2 separate regions of the Hordeum vulgare genome follow, and region 1 is linked to region 2. The links are chromatin contacts, called in public Hi-C maps. All regions are on one chromosome and are shown on one strand. Each heading gives the region's core, a stretch centred on a gene start, on an enhancer-like site or on the middle of the called end of the contact. The rest is flanking DNA. Distances are from core to core; before and after follow the strand shown.

What was found. A called contact is a pair of places that touch in the nucleus more often than the background predicts.
Region 1: a contact with region 2 is called in a Hi-C map of leaf, with 5 times the contacts expected there. The contact joins the promoter of LOC123448782 here to the promoter of LOC123446533 in region 2. A contact is called at or near these places in 3 of 6 Hi-C or Micro-C datasets (leaf and seedling) and 1 of 1 datasets of contacts at active chromatin or transcription factors (embryo).

Annotation. Positions count from the first base shown.
Region 1 is chr4H:414,211,492-414,218,314 of MorexV3_pseudomolecules_assembly, reverse strand. LOC123448782 (SNF1-related protein kinase regulatory subunit beta-1-like) reads left to right here and starts at 1,391. Exons shown (of 4, transcript XM_045125785.1): 1 at 1,391-1,748; 2 at 5,364-5,545; 3 at 5,785-5,947; 4 at 6,679-6,823. The coding sequence starts at 1,518.
Region 2 is chr4H:414,063,652-414,071,214 of MorexV3_pseudomolecules_assembly, reverse strand. It overlaps LOC123446533 (serine/arginine repetitive matrix protein 1-like), which reads left to right and starts at 5,300. Exons shown (of 2, transcript XM_045123108.1): 1 at 5,300-6,362; 2 at 6,597-7,563. The coding sequence starts at 5,492. The coding sequence ends at 6,985.

The DNA.
Region 1 (6,823 bases), core at 142-2,641, 150 kb before region 2:
TGGTCCAGTGGCCCGGCTAGACCTCCGGGACCAATCGCCCATCGTCGGACCCCTGAGGAGGGTAGACCACTTTGCGTAGAATGCGACGAGCGCGACGAGAGGGGTGACCAGTCCTCCACGCGGTCGACGTGGATGAGCATGTCGTGGCACCAGACACGAGGAGGGGGTCCCACTTCCCTGCTTGGTGGCGAGAAGCCGGGCACGACCTCGACGCGCCCAACATCCTGCGTTGTCCGCCAGATGATGTGCGTGGTGGGGATGAACGCCACATCCCACACCCACATCCAACAAGCGAACGTCTTCGTGTGGCCGTGCTCGCGGGTGCGAGTGTCGAGGCGGTCGATGATGCACTTGTCGCCGAGCACCCTTGCTGCCCCGTTGAGGGACCACATCTCCATAGGCATCTTCTCAATGATGATGCGGGCGTGGAGCATGAAGTCCTCGGATACATCATGGTCGTCCTCGTGCCACGGCTTGATGGTGAAAAAGACACCGTCTTGCTGATGCGTCATCTACGCTGATGTGAACTGGCTGCATGCTAAAAGAATTAGTAGTAGTGGGTATGAATTATTTGGCATGCATCATGACGTGGACATTTTGAATAATGTGGCATGCAAGATGATGTGAACCTTGTGCATGTGGAAAGAATTGTGACCAACTTATTAAAAATGTAAGATACATGATTGTTTGTTTGAGAACCAAGCAACCTATCTAACGATTAATTTACTTATAATTAGCTTAATTAATAAGCAATTAATCTATTCTTAACATAAGGAATTGAGTCTAACAAAAGGAATTGAGTAGAGTAGTGTTGCTAGAGATGGATCGCACGTTGATGTGGAGCACTACCATTTCCGTGTCAAGGCACGCCGCGCCCACAACACATTTTCTTGTTGCTAGAGATGGATCGCACGACAAACACTGGAATTTGGCTGATACTCACGAATGGCAACCGTGACAAGGCTAATCCTTTCACCTACCGTGTTCCTCGACACGAACCCATCCCTTTCACGATTCTTATTCTTCAACGCAAAGGATTCGCGAGACAACACGCCAACGAGATCGCAGCGATGGATGCCGGATTCCGGGTCCCGGGAGCCGGCGCCCGACCCAGGTATAGGCTCCTCTCTCTCCATCATCCAACCCAACGTCCGTCCGAACGTGCGCGCCGTGACCAGGGCCCCGGCTCCACGTCACGTACACATCACCAAACACGGCCCTCCGTGCGCTACACCCTCCTGCACCGACCAGCAGGCGGGCCACGTGGGGCCGACGGGACGGTGACTGTGCAACCCACGAGCACCGGGTGCACGGGTGCCGCCACGCTTCCCGGGCAAGGGGCAGCGGCACGCGCTTAATTACACGACCAAACGGGCGCAGCCATCCCTCCCTTTCCTTCTCGCTCGTCTTCCTTGCCCCCTCGCGCAACAGCAGCGCCACAACGCAGTGAGTGGCACTTCCGTGATTTCGCCGCCGCGGGGGCGGGGGTAGGAGGAGGAGGAGGAGGGAAGGAGGCCATGGGCAACGCCAGCGGCAGGGAGGAGGACGCCGCCGCGCCCGGGGAAGCCGACGCCGCCGACGTCGACGTCGAGGACTCCTCGGCCCGCGGCGGCTTCCCTCCCTACGGCGGGGGCGCCAACAACGTGCGCCGTGCCTGCTCGGTGGGCGTCGTGGGTGCCAGCGGCGGTCCCGGATCGCCGCCCGGGAGTCCCGGCCGCTCCCTCTCGCCGCGGATGTTCGTGCCCCAGGTCAGATCACCAGATCCCGCGCCCACTTCTCCGTTTCGTTGCTCGCTCTACAGGTACAGAGTTCAGTTCGGGTCGGATGCCTAGTTTCGCCCCTGCTGGTGCTCGTATGTGATCTCGAGATGTGGAGGTTCGACTGATTTGGTTGGTTGGTTGGTTGGTTGGTTGGCTTAGGGTCCCAACGCGAGGAGTCGTCGCGATCTGGAAATGGCTCGGTGTTCTCCAAATTCACTTTAGCTAATGCTGTTCTTCCTGTGGATAAACTGTTTGCTCCTTGCGTGACAATAGAGCAAATAAGCGCGAGCCTACTTGCTGCTAGTTCGTCTTAGTATTATTGATTGTAATTACAATGCAGGAACACACCAGTGGTGTTTATCTTGCCGAGTTTCACTTTGGCATTCGTTTGTGCGAGCTTGATTGTTTTCTCCTAAGCAGCAAACCGTTTCAGAATAAGCTATGCTACTTGGACAGTTAAAAAACCATGTGGCTAAACAGGGAGGTTTTATTATGTGCAAATTGTTGAATGACCGTTTGATTGTACAGACGTTTTATGGGTTTTGCTCTTCTGATTAAAATTTAACATGAAGTAGATTGGTTAGTTCTAGAATTTTCGTTTGCCCCTTGCCCAATAGTTAGTTTAGGTACTGTAATGGTGATTGTAAGTTAGTCATGAGAATGATGTCTCCGTGTAGGCTGTCCAAGGGATTTATGAGCTTTCTGTTAGGGCTCTGGTTCATATCGACACTGATGCTTGTTTCCAGACCATGAATTTAGATGCTTTCCAAAATGAAATTAATACTTGATATACAGCCGTACTTCAAGTCGTGTCTAAGCATCGAAGGAAAAAATACCGGATTAATTTGTTCAATTAGAGCGGGGGATCTGTTGTATATTGTTTTCTATTATTATGGCTGAAGATTGGATTTGGTATGTCGGTCACCTTCCTTCTCATTTTTTTCTTCTCAGTGTTACACTGTCTATTACTTCTGAACCAACCCTTCTGCTACATTCCTGGGATTATGCTATTACTGTCTGCAAAATGTAGGTCTCTTGTGCTGTATTGACATCAAGAATTCTATATAATGTACCAATGCGTTATCATTTTTTCTGTTCTCCTGGGTAGTAGCCTTAAGGATTGATTAAACTGAAAATAATTGAAGCAAATAAATACATGCAATTAGTACTCTCTCCGTCCCAAAATTCTTGTCTTAGATTTGTCTAGATATGAATGTATCTAGTCACGTTTTAGTATTTAGATACATCCATTTCTAGACAAACCTAAGACAAGAATTTTGGGATGGAGGGAGTAGTTGCCACAGCCTCTGCTCCATTTACCAGTTTTCTCATTGATGTCACTGGTAAAGCGGACACATCCAAATCCATGAAATGAGTGAATCGAGGGTCACAGCATGACTATCCTGCTAGTTTCGGAAGACACAATATGGTGTTTTCATTTTTCTGTTTTCAGTGTATTTGCATGTTGATATCCTTTCGCCCTTTCTTACCTTGAAAACGCACCCAAATCGTTTTGCCCTTTACTTGGTAAAACCATATGAATCGCAGTAGGCGCACAGATGGAAATGAGAAAATTCTGTTGCATCTAGATGAACTGCAAGCATTATAAGCATAGGGACAAAAATGACAAGGAATACTTTATTCTAGTGAAATGTGCACAGTATCAAATATTTATGTCTTCATTTATTGCTATAAAACAAGGGTTAGATACAACATATGCATACACTCTTTCTCTCCTAGATACAACCTTAGAGACACCAAAACAATGGATGTTTTATTATGCATTAAGACTAAGTGTGGTTCTCTTAGGGTGTTGCCAGTACATAGTTTCTATAGCAGTTTGGGACTAAGGAGTCCAATCGTATTAGAAAAGGTCCAGAGGCAAAATGGCTGATGTATAAGGATTCATTGTGTCTCAGTTTTAATCAGGCAAGAACAATCAATCTACCCTCAAGTTATTCTCTCGTTTAAACCTATGTCTACCCAATCCCTCACAGGCATGCCCGTCTGGCTACAGCACAGTAGTTATCCCGTGGTGAATCAAGGCTTACAACAATAGCTATATCTAGGAGAGAGAATGCGTAGATAAAGCCATACTAATACATGGTATTTTATTGATAAATTTGACAAGGTGGGAGTTAGAGGAGGCTCACAGAACAAGCGGCTCCCTTAGTTTTCTGAAAGTGCTAGGCCTCCAAATGCCGCCTCTATATTTTTGTTGCTAGTTTGGTAGTCATGTTGTTAGGTTTTTGTTCCCCTTTTCCTACTTTTTTTTTGCTTTGCCAGCTTTTGGTTTCTGTTTGACTCTTGTGTCTTCAGTTCTCTCTTTGTACAGTGTATCATTTTGATGTGTTCCTTCCAATGCAAAAAGACGCACGTTTTGATGCATATTCAGAATAGCAAAATTACTACCTTACTGTCTATGGTTTGTGCTTATGTATCATTACACTGGATTTGGGTGTAACCTTAATATCTCAGCCTTTTCTACCTCTCAATGACTCATCAATGTCTTAATCTTTATAACTAGTAAGCGATCACAACTTCCATATACTTTTTTTTGTCTTTGAGATAAATACTTGAGCAGTGGTGGGATTCCTCTGATGCCATTATAGTGACTTGGGTGTGTTGAACCTGTGTTGTTTGTATTGGTCTGTCGGTTTGCTTTATTTATAAAGCGGGGCGAAAGCCTTTTTCGGTAGTGGAGTGGTTCAAAAGAAATGTGTTATTCTTATAGGGTGCCTGTGAGAAGTATACATATGCAATTATGGATATAGATTCGCTTTAGCGTTAAGAGCCTCCCAACAATATGGATATCACGTAGTGGCTGAGTTGATATTTCTATTTCGTCGAAATTTATACTAATATCAGGCCCCTGCCCCGCTTTATTCTCTAAAACCTACAAATCCTGAATGGTGATTCTTTATTAGAAGCCTTACATTTCTAATTGTCTGTGACTGATCTAGAAGATCTAGTCTTCATGGTTAACAATGCGGATTACTGCGACTACTGACTACAACTTTTCTTAGTTATGCACTTTGAAGTATAGGATAGATACTAGATATTGGGCAATTTATATTGTCTGGGGTTGTGATGTAAAAGATCCAGTCTTAATAGTTTACAATATGATTTCTGAGACTATTGACTACTCCCTCCGTTCCTTAATATAAGACCTTATAGAGATTTCAATATAGACTAGATACATAGCAAAATGAGTGAATCTACATCCTAAAATATGACTACATACATCAGTATGTAGTTCATAGTGGAATCTCTAAAAGGTCTTATATTTAGGAACGGAGGGAGTAAATTGTTTCTTAGTTTTGCACTTTGAAAGGATAGAAGGCCAGCGATCTAGAACTAAAATAGGTCTACGTACATTCATTTTTATCCATTTCTCTGACAATTATTTCCTGACGGAGGGAGTACTTATCTGTGTTACGCTACTCTAAATGTTTTCATCTGTCTTTTTTTAGGATAAAATATTTTCATCTATCCAATATAAATGCTTGCATTCTTTTGTGTCATATGTTTGTTCAGAGAAGATTAGTATCTTTAATGTGTGAAGCAAGAACATTTGTTGTATTGATTTCTACAATTTTGCAGACACCTGTACCTCCATTGCAAAGACCTGCTGATATAACTCCAGTGTTCAATGAAATACTGATGAATGAAGAAGAAGAAGAATTTGATGGCCCCCCTCAAAAGGAAATACCTGCTTTGATTGTGTGGACTCTCGGAGGAAAGAATGTATCTGTTGAAGGATCTTGGGATAACTGGAAATCAAGGTAACTGATTAACACAAAAACGGAACTCCTGCACATATGATGAATAGATATACACTTTTTATGATATAATCACATGTTCTCCTTGATCACGGACCCACTGGCCGTTCGTTGGTTTGACGGATAATAATAAAGTTTATGGAAATACACCGTGTATGTGTTCAATGCAAGACCTCCTAGTAAAACTGTAACTCTGGAATGCAGCAAATTTTATTCTGATGATATTCATACGTACATCGCAGGAAACCGATGCAGAAATCTGGAAAAGATCATTCTCTTCTCTTGATCCTTCCTTCTGGAGTTTATCGTTATAGATTTGTTGTAGATGGAGAGAGGAGATGTTTTCCTGACCTTCCATGTGAAACTGACGCCATGGGCAATGCTGTTAACCTTCTTGATGTTCATGTGAGTTCTCTTCCTTCTTGAAGAATGAAACCTTTTCTTTTCCTTCTTGACCAACATGCTTGTGAAGAAACAAATTGAGTTTATGCAACTTATCGTGACTTGTACTTGGTTTTAGCTTGACTCAAGTTATGCATTCTATGCTCTTAGATCAGATTATAAATAATACTTCCTCCGTCCCAAAATTCTTGTCTTAGATTTCTCTAGATATGAATGTATCTAGTCATGTTTTAGTATTTTGATACGTCCATTTCTAGACAAACCTAAGACAAGAATTTTGGACAGAGTATATGTGATGGCACTAGAGAGGTTGTTCGCTCCATGATTGAACTGACAAGACCTTGTACAGTTGCCTGGAAGGACATTCTGTATTAATTGCACCGCTTCTTATATTTAATAGGTGTTGATAATTGCCTTAAGTTTGGTGTTGGTTAAATATCTGTTTATGGATATTGGGGTAGTTGAATTCAAAAAATTTAGTTATTGCATTGGCTGCCATTTTTTTGGCGATTAATTACGTACTATTGGTAAAAAACCATATGAGACTTATAAGGAACTTTGATGTCAACTTGGGATTAGCAAAAGAATAATGACCTTTGGAGACGTTATTGGATTAAAGAAAGCAATATACACTTTGTTCATAGGCAAATGTTAAGCTAAAACTGGAATATTTATGTTGAAATTGCCCCTTCCATTGTCCTCTTAAATTTTGGAATTTCTTTGCATGCGTGCAGGATTTTGTTCCTGAAAGTGTTGAAAGTGTATCAGAATTTGAGGCTCCTCCATCCCCAGAATCTAGCTACAGTTTCCAGGCACCTGAGGAAAAGGACTTTGCCAAGGAGCCACCTGCCCTTCCGTCTCAGCTTCACCTGGGCGTTC
Region 2 (7,563 bases), core at 4,051-6,550:
CGAGTAAAAGGGCCTTGGTTGTCTCCTGGGATAGCGAGATAGACTTCATTGCATTTTATCATTTGATTTCATCCGTAGTCGGACCCTGACTTCTGGATATTTGAATAAATGTTGTATTACTTATAATTTAGCATGTGGCGAGTGTAAGCTAACTCATATATTCATCTCCTCTTTAAATGTATCTGCAATGATTTGTATACTCGTGAAACGCCGATATGCGTCTCTATCCATATTAAGGTCTCGTCCTCAAATACGGATATTGTCGCATCTTGAATGTTACATCCCTCTACGCGGCACTGAAAACCAAGGACGAGCTTGGCTTTAGGCATGGCTTGGCAGCGCCATGAATGCTCTATAGAAGGGGGTTGAGAGGGGATCTTCACTGTTAGCAAATCAAACCTTGTGGACACAACCTTTAGCAGTTGGATTAATAACTGCACGCGAGATCGTCGGGTAGGAGGAGTCTGAGAGGGCAGGCTGTCGGGGCACCGAGATTAGATGTGGATAGGATACGACCAGCTGCAGGAACAACTCTGATGCGAGGCACTCGCACGCCAGATGCGGGGTGGGGGATCCTGGAGGAACTTGGATGAAGAGGTGGGGGAGGGCTTGGCTGGAGGGGGAGCAGGGCGCATCCACCGACGGCTTTCGTGGCTGCGAGCGCCAGAGGGATGCGTCGCAGGAGCGTGGGACACATGTTTTCCTATATGAGCATCTCCATCAGCGGCGGTAAAAATGTGCGCACGGGGAAAACGTTGGTTTTAGTGCGCGCGGAGCGGTTTCGCGCGCTCCAGCGGGCGCGGATTCCGACGCGTGGGAAAAAACCGCACGCATGCGCGAAAAAGCGGCCCGACGCACGCTAGTTTTGGCGCGTGGCGTTCGACGCACTTTATAAATTGAGCGCCCCTCCACGCGCATTCCCACCGCTCTGTGCCTCACCACGCTCCCTCCCACCGCTCTCTCCGCCGCTCTTTCTCGTCTCTGCTCGCCTTGTCGCTGTCGTGCCACCATGCCGCCGTGCCGCCGAGGAAGTTTAGGCTACCGTGGTGTCCGCGAGCACCCCTTCGGCACCTTCTACACCGAGATCCGCTCCGACGACATGCGCCTTGGCCTCAGCACGTTCGGCACCTCCCAGGAGGCTGCCGACGCGTGCAATTGGGCGGCGTGGTACTTCAACCGGCCTCGTAGGGACATGAATTTCCCCGAGGTGATGACGAGGGAGTGGGCGCAGCGGCTCGCGCCTCCCCCGCGGGTTGTCACTGAAGAAGACCTTCGGCAGAATCGGAGGCGGGAGCGCCGCCTCGGCATCACGGAGATGGACGAACGTGCCATGATGACATGGCGCCAACAGTTCCTGCACGACGTCCTCGACGAACGGGCAGTCTTCGCGCAAAGAAGGGTAGGTAGGAAGAGCGAGCCGCCTATGGTGAGGACAAGCGTACGCGGAAACAAGCCACACTCTTCAACATGGAGCTCAAGGAAGCGTCGACTTGGGACTCCGATGATGAACTGTGGGCTGACGCCTTCATCACGACGAAGGAGTCGGACACCAGCGCGTCGGAGAAAGACGGGGAGGAGTAGTTTTTATCCTTTTTATCGTTTTTATTATGTATGCTTTTTATCTATGATGAACTATCAACGAGGAGTAGTTTCTATCTATGAAGTATCTATACTATGTATACCCATCATCTTATTTTTGGGTAGAATGAGTATCGCGCACTCCAAACTTTAGCGTTTTTGTTAAAGGGGCGCACGGCATTTTTTTTCAGCGTCCGCGACAGCTAACGTTCTGTGGCACATAAAAAAAGGAATCGTTCCCATACGGCGCGTCGGTCGCTCCATCGCGCGCGCGGGCCCATACAATATTTTTCGCACGCGCGCGCTTCGCTGGTCGGTGGATGCAATATTTTTCATCTAAATTTGTTGCAATCAGCGTCATATTTGCTGTAAGCGTTTTTTACTACATTTGTCCAGTAAAAAAGCTGCATATACGTTTGGTTGCAACTTCAGTTCGTCGAATTTTTCGTTAGAATCGATCTTTTTTACTTTTGCTACAACCGTGTTAATTTTTGCTACAACCGGCATCATTATTTGCTGCAACCGTTCACTAAAAAAGTTGCATATGCGTTCACGTAGATATTTGTTACAACCGGCGTTTGACTTTTGTTACCAGTCACCATCAGATTCTTTTTTGCTACGATCACGTAGATATTTTTTTTTCTACAAATTTTGTTTTTTGTTGCAGCCGTTGAGTCGTACGCGCTGAGAGTTTACGGGTCAAGCTATGCCAATTCCAAACGGCCTAAGTTGGAATGAAATTCCAGATCTGAAATAGGATCAGTTTCAGTACTTCCTAGTTTTTCTGACTAAGTGCGTCAAAGGAATGAACTAAAGTAAGGTTTTCAGTTCGTTACCTCTGCATCGCGACAAATTTTGTTGTATCGGAAGAAAAAAATATTGCATGGAGATCCAACGGTGCGGACGCGCAGGGGTTGGTGGATCGTGCGGCTCGCGCGCCGGCGCGGAGCACTCCCTAAAAAAAATACTATTCATGCGTTGTAGACTTATTTTAACGCGTCGGAGATGCTGTGAAGATAGACCTCGCACACCGAAAAATCAATCTCGCGTATACTTCGGTTTCATATTGCTCCACGGTGCAAAGCGTATACTTCGGTTTCACATTGCTCCACCGTGTAAAGCTGGAACCCTGGTACATTGCGTTTTTTGACACCCTTTGTCTCGTTCCATCCAACGGCTGATCGAAGGTATATTATTCATCCGACGGTTTCTTTGGACCTTGCTGGAGTTCATAACTGACGTTTTTCCTTTTTGACATAACCATAACTGACGGTGGCGTGTCAGCCAAATGGTTACACCGGTATCAGACAATGGTTAGCGCCAAAATCACTGATTACGAAGAGTGGGCATCATTTAGACTGGCTCCTGCTGAGCTTGATCGCCCCGACATGTATGTCTGCTCCGCTAGCCGGGCCGTTACCACCGAGCGCTAGCGGACAGCGCTGGCTACATGCATTCACGGCACGGGCAGAGCCAGAGCGGCCAGACACGACGCAGCTGTTTTCGGCTGGGACGGGGGCACGGTATTCATACCCGTCCCCGCGCGACGATTTCAGTGTTTTTACCTTTTTTTTTAATATTTAGCTCGATTTTATCTCGTTTATAAATAAAAGTTCGGATCTGACGTTGATACACTGATGGTAAGATCGTTTGACTCCGTTGATCCAAAGAAACCATCCATATTGATCCGATTCTTATTTCCAATGTATGTGGCCGTAGGGTGTGTTTGCCTACCGTCTAACCGATGGCTGTAGGAAAAGTTGTCAGATTTAATTTTTTTACAAACGGGTCAGATCGAGCTAAAGTTAGCAAAAAATGTCAAAATCGTGAATTTACCCTCCCCACACCACTCGCCGCGGCGCGAAATGATGCGAGTAGGTGCACGGGATCCCGTGACCGTACTTATAGCATGACTAGCATAGTCGAGTACATCGCTCCCGTGACCAAATTCACGGTTTTGACTTTTTTTTCTAGCTTTAGTCTAATCTAACTCCGTTCGTAAAAAGTTAGATTTAACTTTTCACTCGTTGTGACGGTAGGTTTGAATCAATGCAGACAACGTCTTTTGACTCCATTAACATGAATAAGTGGCTATCGTCACAAACAATGACGGCAGAGTGTGCTTTCCTACCGTCACAACGGGTAGCAATAGGGCATCCACTCAGATGGTAGGCATATATATTTTATCAACACTCCTGTGACTATAACCATTTATCCACGCTAATGGATCAGATGACGCCGTTTGTATTGACCTGAATTCTATCATCACATGAAATGATGATAAACATCGTAGAGAGCGACGGTAGAAAAATGATCGGATCTAAGAAAATAAAGAACGAGTCAAATTGAACTAAACTATGCTAAAAGGAGACGTAACAGTGAAATCGTCCTCCTCCCGCGCGCGCGGTCGCACCGTTGCTGCTTGCTTTCTATAGATATAGATATAGTACTCCTACGCTAGTACCGTAGTAGCTTCGATCGGCTGGATATATTTTATCAAGATCCCCACGGTCCTCATCTCAGCTTCAAGTTATTCAGATTTCAGACGCGCCGCGGCCCGCACATGTGATAGAAAGACGAGGCGGACAGAGGGGAATGAGTGAGTAGCACTCGTACTACTAGTGCTGGCACAGCGGTAGACTAGTGTGTCGAGCATAGAGCTACTGCGTGTGCACAGGGTGCCAGTGTGGCGCCACGTGGTGGTGTCTCCCAAGGTACAAAAGAGCTTAGGATCCGTTCAGACCTCCACCTCGTAGCGATGGACGGATCGATAGAGCTGGAGCCTTTTCTTTTCTTTTCTTTCCTGCATGCATGGCCTCTTTTGCTTTCTACCCACTCTCACACTATGTGCTGTGCATTTCTCCTCTCGATTCTTTCATGCTTTCATGTCTAACCATGCCGCCGCATACTCTTTCCTTCTCTTCTCTCGCTTAACTAAACCCTAAAACAATAACACATAATTGAAGTAGAACGGTTGATCCATTTGTAAACCAGCATAAGGTTGAATTAGTGCAGAACGCACGCATATCCCAGAGGAGAGTGGAAATGGTTAAACTTAACATTTCTTACGCTTCCAAAGCCATTGTTTCTGGTAGCAGCAACAAGCAGAAAGAAGAGGAAAATTGATGTACACGCACCCGTCATGTGGAAAGCTTTAGGTCTTGATCCATAGAGGCCAGCCGGCACCGAGTCGTATCTTGAGACTTTAGTATATTTACAGGCCGGAGGTGTAAACTTGAAGCTAAAGCAACGGGAGGAAAAACAATTGCAGAGCTGCATGTCTCATGATGATGCTGGAAAACTCGATATTCTCCCTTTTTACCATGTGATGCTTCTGCCCAGCAGAGCAGAGCAGAGCACCACACGCCCCAAAATTCACCGACCAAAATCCTGCTCAGGCAATTATCATTGCCAAGTTCCCTCGAGATGCATAATCATCCAGACTATTGTTCGTTAATCCCCACACCACACCACCCGGCTTAGGCTAGTTCTACCCCACTCTGTGACACACCACCGTACTTGCCTGCCGTTTATATTAATGTCAGGTTAATTACTCACTGCTTGCTGCAGCATGCTGCCCGCCTGCTCCCGAGCAAGGTGGCTGAGCTAGCTAGGCTTCCACTACTGCATAGTGCAGTTTAGCTCGTGTACGTACTCCTCTCGCGTTCTCAGCGCTCCTCCAGCTTTTGTCCCGCACCCCTCTGCTAACAAAAGCTCGAGCTGAGGAATGAATAACCTAAAATACCCTTCCTATTATTAGGGCCCAGGCTGTGGGCGCCGGGGGTGACGCAGTCATTGCGCGCGTCCTCTTGGCCAATTATAATGCCACCCACGCTAACACAGCACGCGGGGCCAGTGTAGCTAGTTGTACCTCTCTCGCCTCCGACACCGACGAGTCAAGAGTCAAGACGCGATGCAGCCGACGGAGTCCGCCCAACGCCGGGCCTCGTCCACAGCCGCCACGGCGCCCCGGCGAAGCATGGGGTGCATGGCTGGCCTTCTCCGCCTGCTCTCCCCGTACCATCGCCACCGGAAGCGCCTGACAGCCAAGAACGCCACGCTCGAGGCCTCCCTACCGCCGCCGTCTCCACCGCCCATGAAGAAGCCGGGAGCGTCGCCGTCTCCACCGCCCGTGAAGAAGCCGGGAGCGTCGCTGTCACCAACGCAGGCCCCAGAGAAGCCACAGACGCCGACAGCCGTCCGACGGCGGCGTTCATGCGAAGCGCCTCGGAGCCCGACGATCGCTCCGGAGTACCGCCGGGCGAGCTGTGACAGCCCCAGGCCGCCGCCGCCAGCTATCGTCGCACGCCTAATGGGCCTGGAGGAGTCCGCGCCGGCTTCCCCCGCCACGACCCCGCGGCCACGACCGCTGCCGACCCGCCCTCCTCCTCCCCCGCCACCAGAGATGGCCGCGGAGAAGCGGCGCAAGCTGCTGGGCGCGCTGGAGAAATGCGATGACGACCTCCAGACACTGCGGCGGATCATCGCGGCCGTCCGGGCTGCCGAGCTGCGGTCGGCCGCTGCATCCGACGTCTCGCCGGCTCCAGCAGGGGAAGGCAAAGGGGGCAAGTGGATGGACGGCTCGCCGCGGGCGGTGGCACAGCATCCCAGCCCGGACTCGGTGCTGGACGCCATCACCTCACCGAGATTTCCATGCAGGAAGCGGTCGTCTCCATGCACACATCTCGATGCAGACAGCAAGCCCGAGATTACCCGTTCCAGTAACGATGCGCTCATAGTACGATCCAAGATCGTGAAGCCGTCCCGAACACTTGTTTTCTCCGGTACGTGGTGGTATCTCAGATTCTCTGTCGATCTGATACACAGTTTTCCATATAACTCACATATACATGCACGCATTTTATACTACTCCGATCTGCACCGTCTTAGTTTCCACCAGATTAATGAAGTTTAAGTTTATAGGGGTTTACGTGCCACATCAAATTTGTCAATTGTCATGGAAAAATATGCGGCAGGCTTCACGGTAACACGTGTGGTTTCTCGTCTCGTTTATGCAGGGGACTACTGCAAGATCAAGCAATACTGCAACGAGCTGCACGCCATGGCCATGCATCACCACCCTGCGACGGTGGCGGCTGTCGAGGGAATGCCGCGGTGGACGCCGTCAGCAGCCGAGGCGAAGGGCTGGCAGCATCGGAGACGGTGGGGGCTCCAGGGCGAAGAGCGGAGCCGAGCGATGGTGGAAAGCGTAGGGGAGGTGTGGGGGGAGAGCGCCGGCGAGGAGCGGTGGGAGGCCGGCCTCGTTGGCGCCGCGCTGGAGCGGGCCATCATGCAGGAACTCGTCTTGGACGTCGTGACGGAGCTGCTTGCGCACTCCGAGGGGCCGTTTGGCCACGGTCACCACCACGGCGGCGGTGCCATGTGCCGGAAGAGGCTCTGTTTCTGAGCGATTTCGCGTGCTCTGCTCTGGCTTTATTCGTACGTACGTAGTACGAGTGGAGCAAGTCACGCAGTACGTAGTCCAAGGGATGGATGTCGGTGACTGACGACCCCATGATGTTGGTGGTGGTGGTGGTATTGAAAGATCGGATACGCTGTGGCGCCGTTGTTGGTGAGGGCAATAAAGTGACGCGTCGCTTTAGAATGTGGGAGCTCATGAAGTGAGCACAGTGAAACTGACTCTGCTTTGCGATCATGAGGTCGGCTCCACCGCGGCTGCGCGCCCACAAGGACACGAACACAAGTCGTTGAGTTAAGCTTGCATACCAGATACGAGTAGAAAAGAATGCATTTCCAGCTCCATGGAAATTTACAAGTAGCACTCCATCATTTGGTGGTATAGTAGTACTTAGTAGCCCATGGAAATTTACAAGTAGCACTCCATCATTTAGTGGTATAGTAGTACTAAGTAGCCCCTCCGTCTCTAAATATTATTTTTTGGATATTTAATTTGGACTACATAAAGATGTATAGACTCCATCATTTTCAAGTGTACATTCAATTTACTTCATATATAGTCTGTAG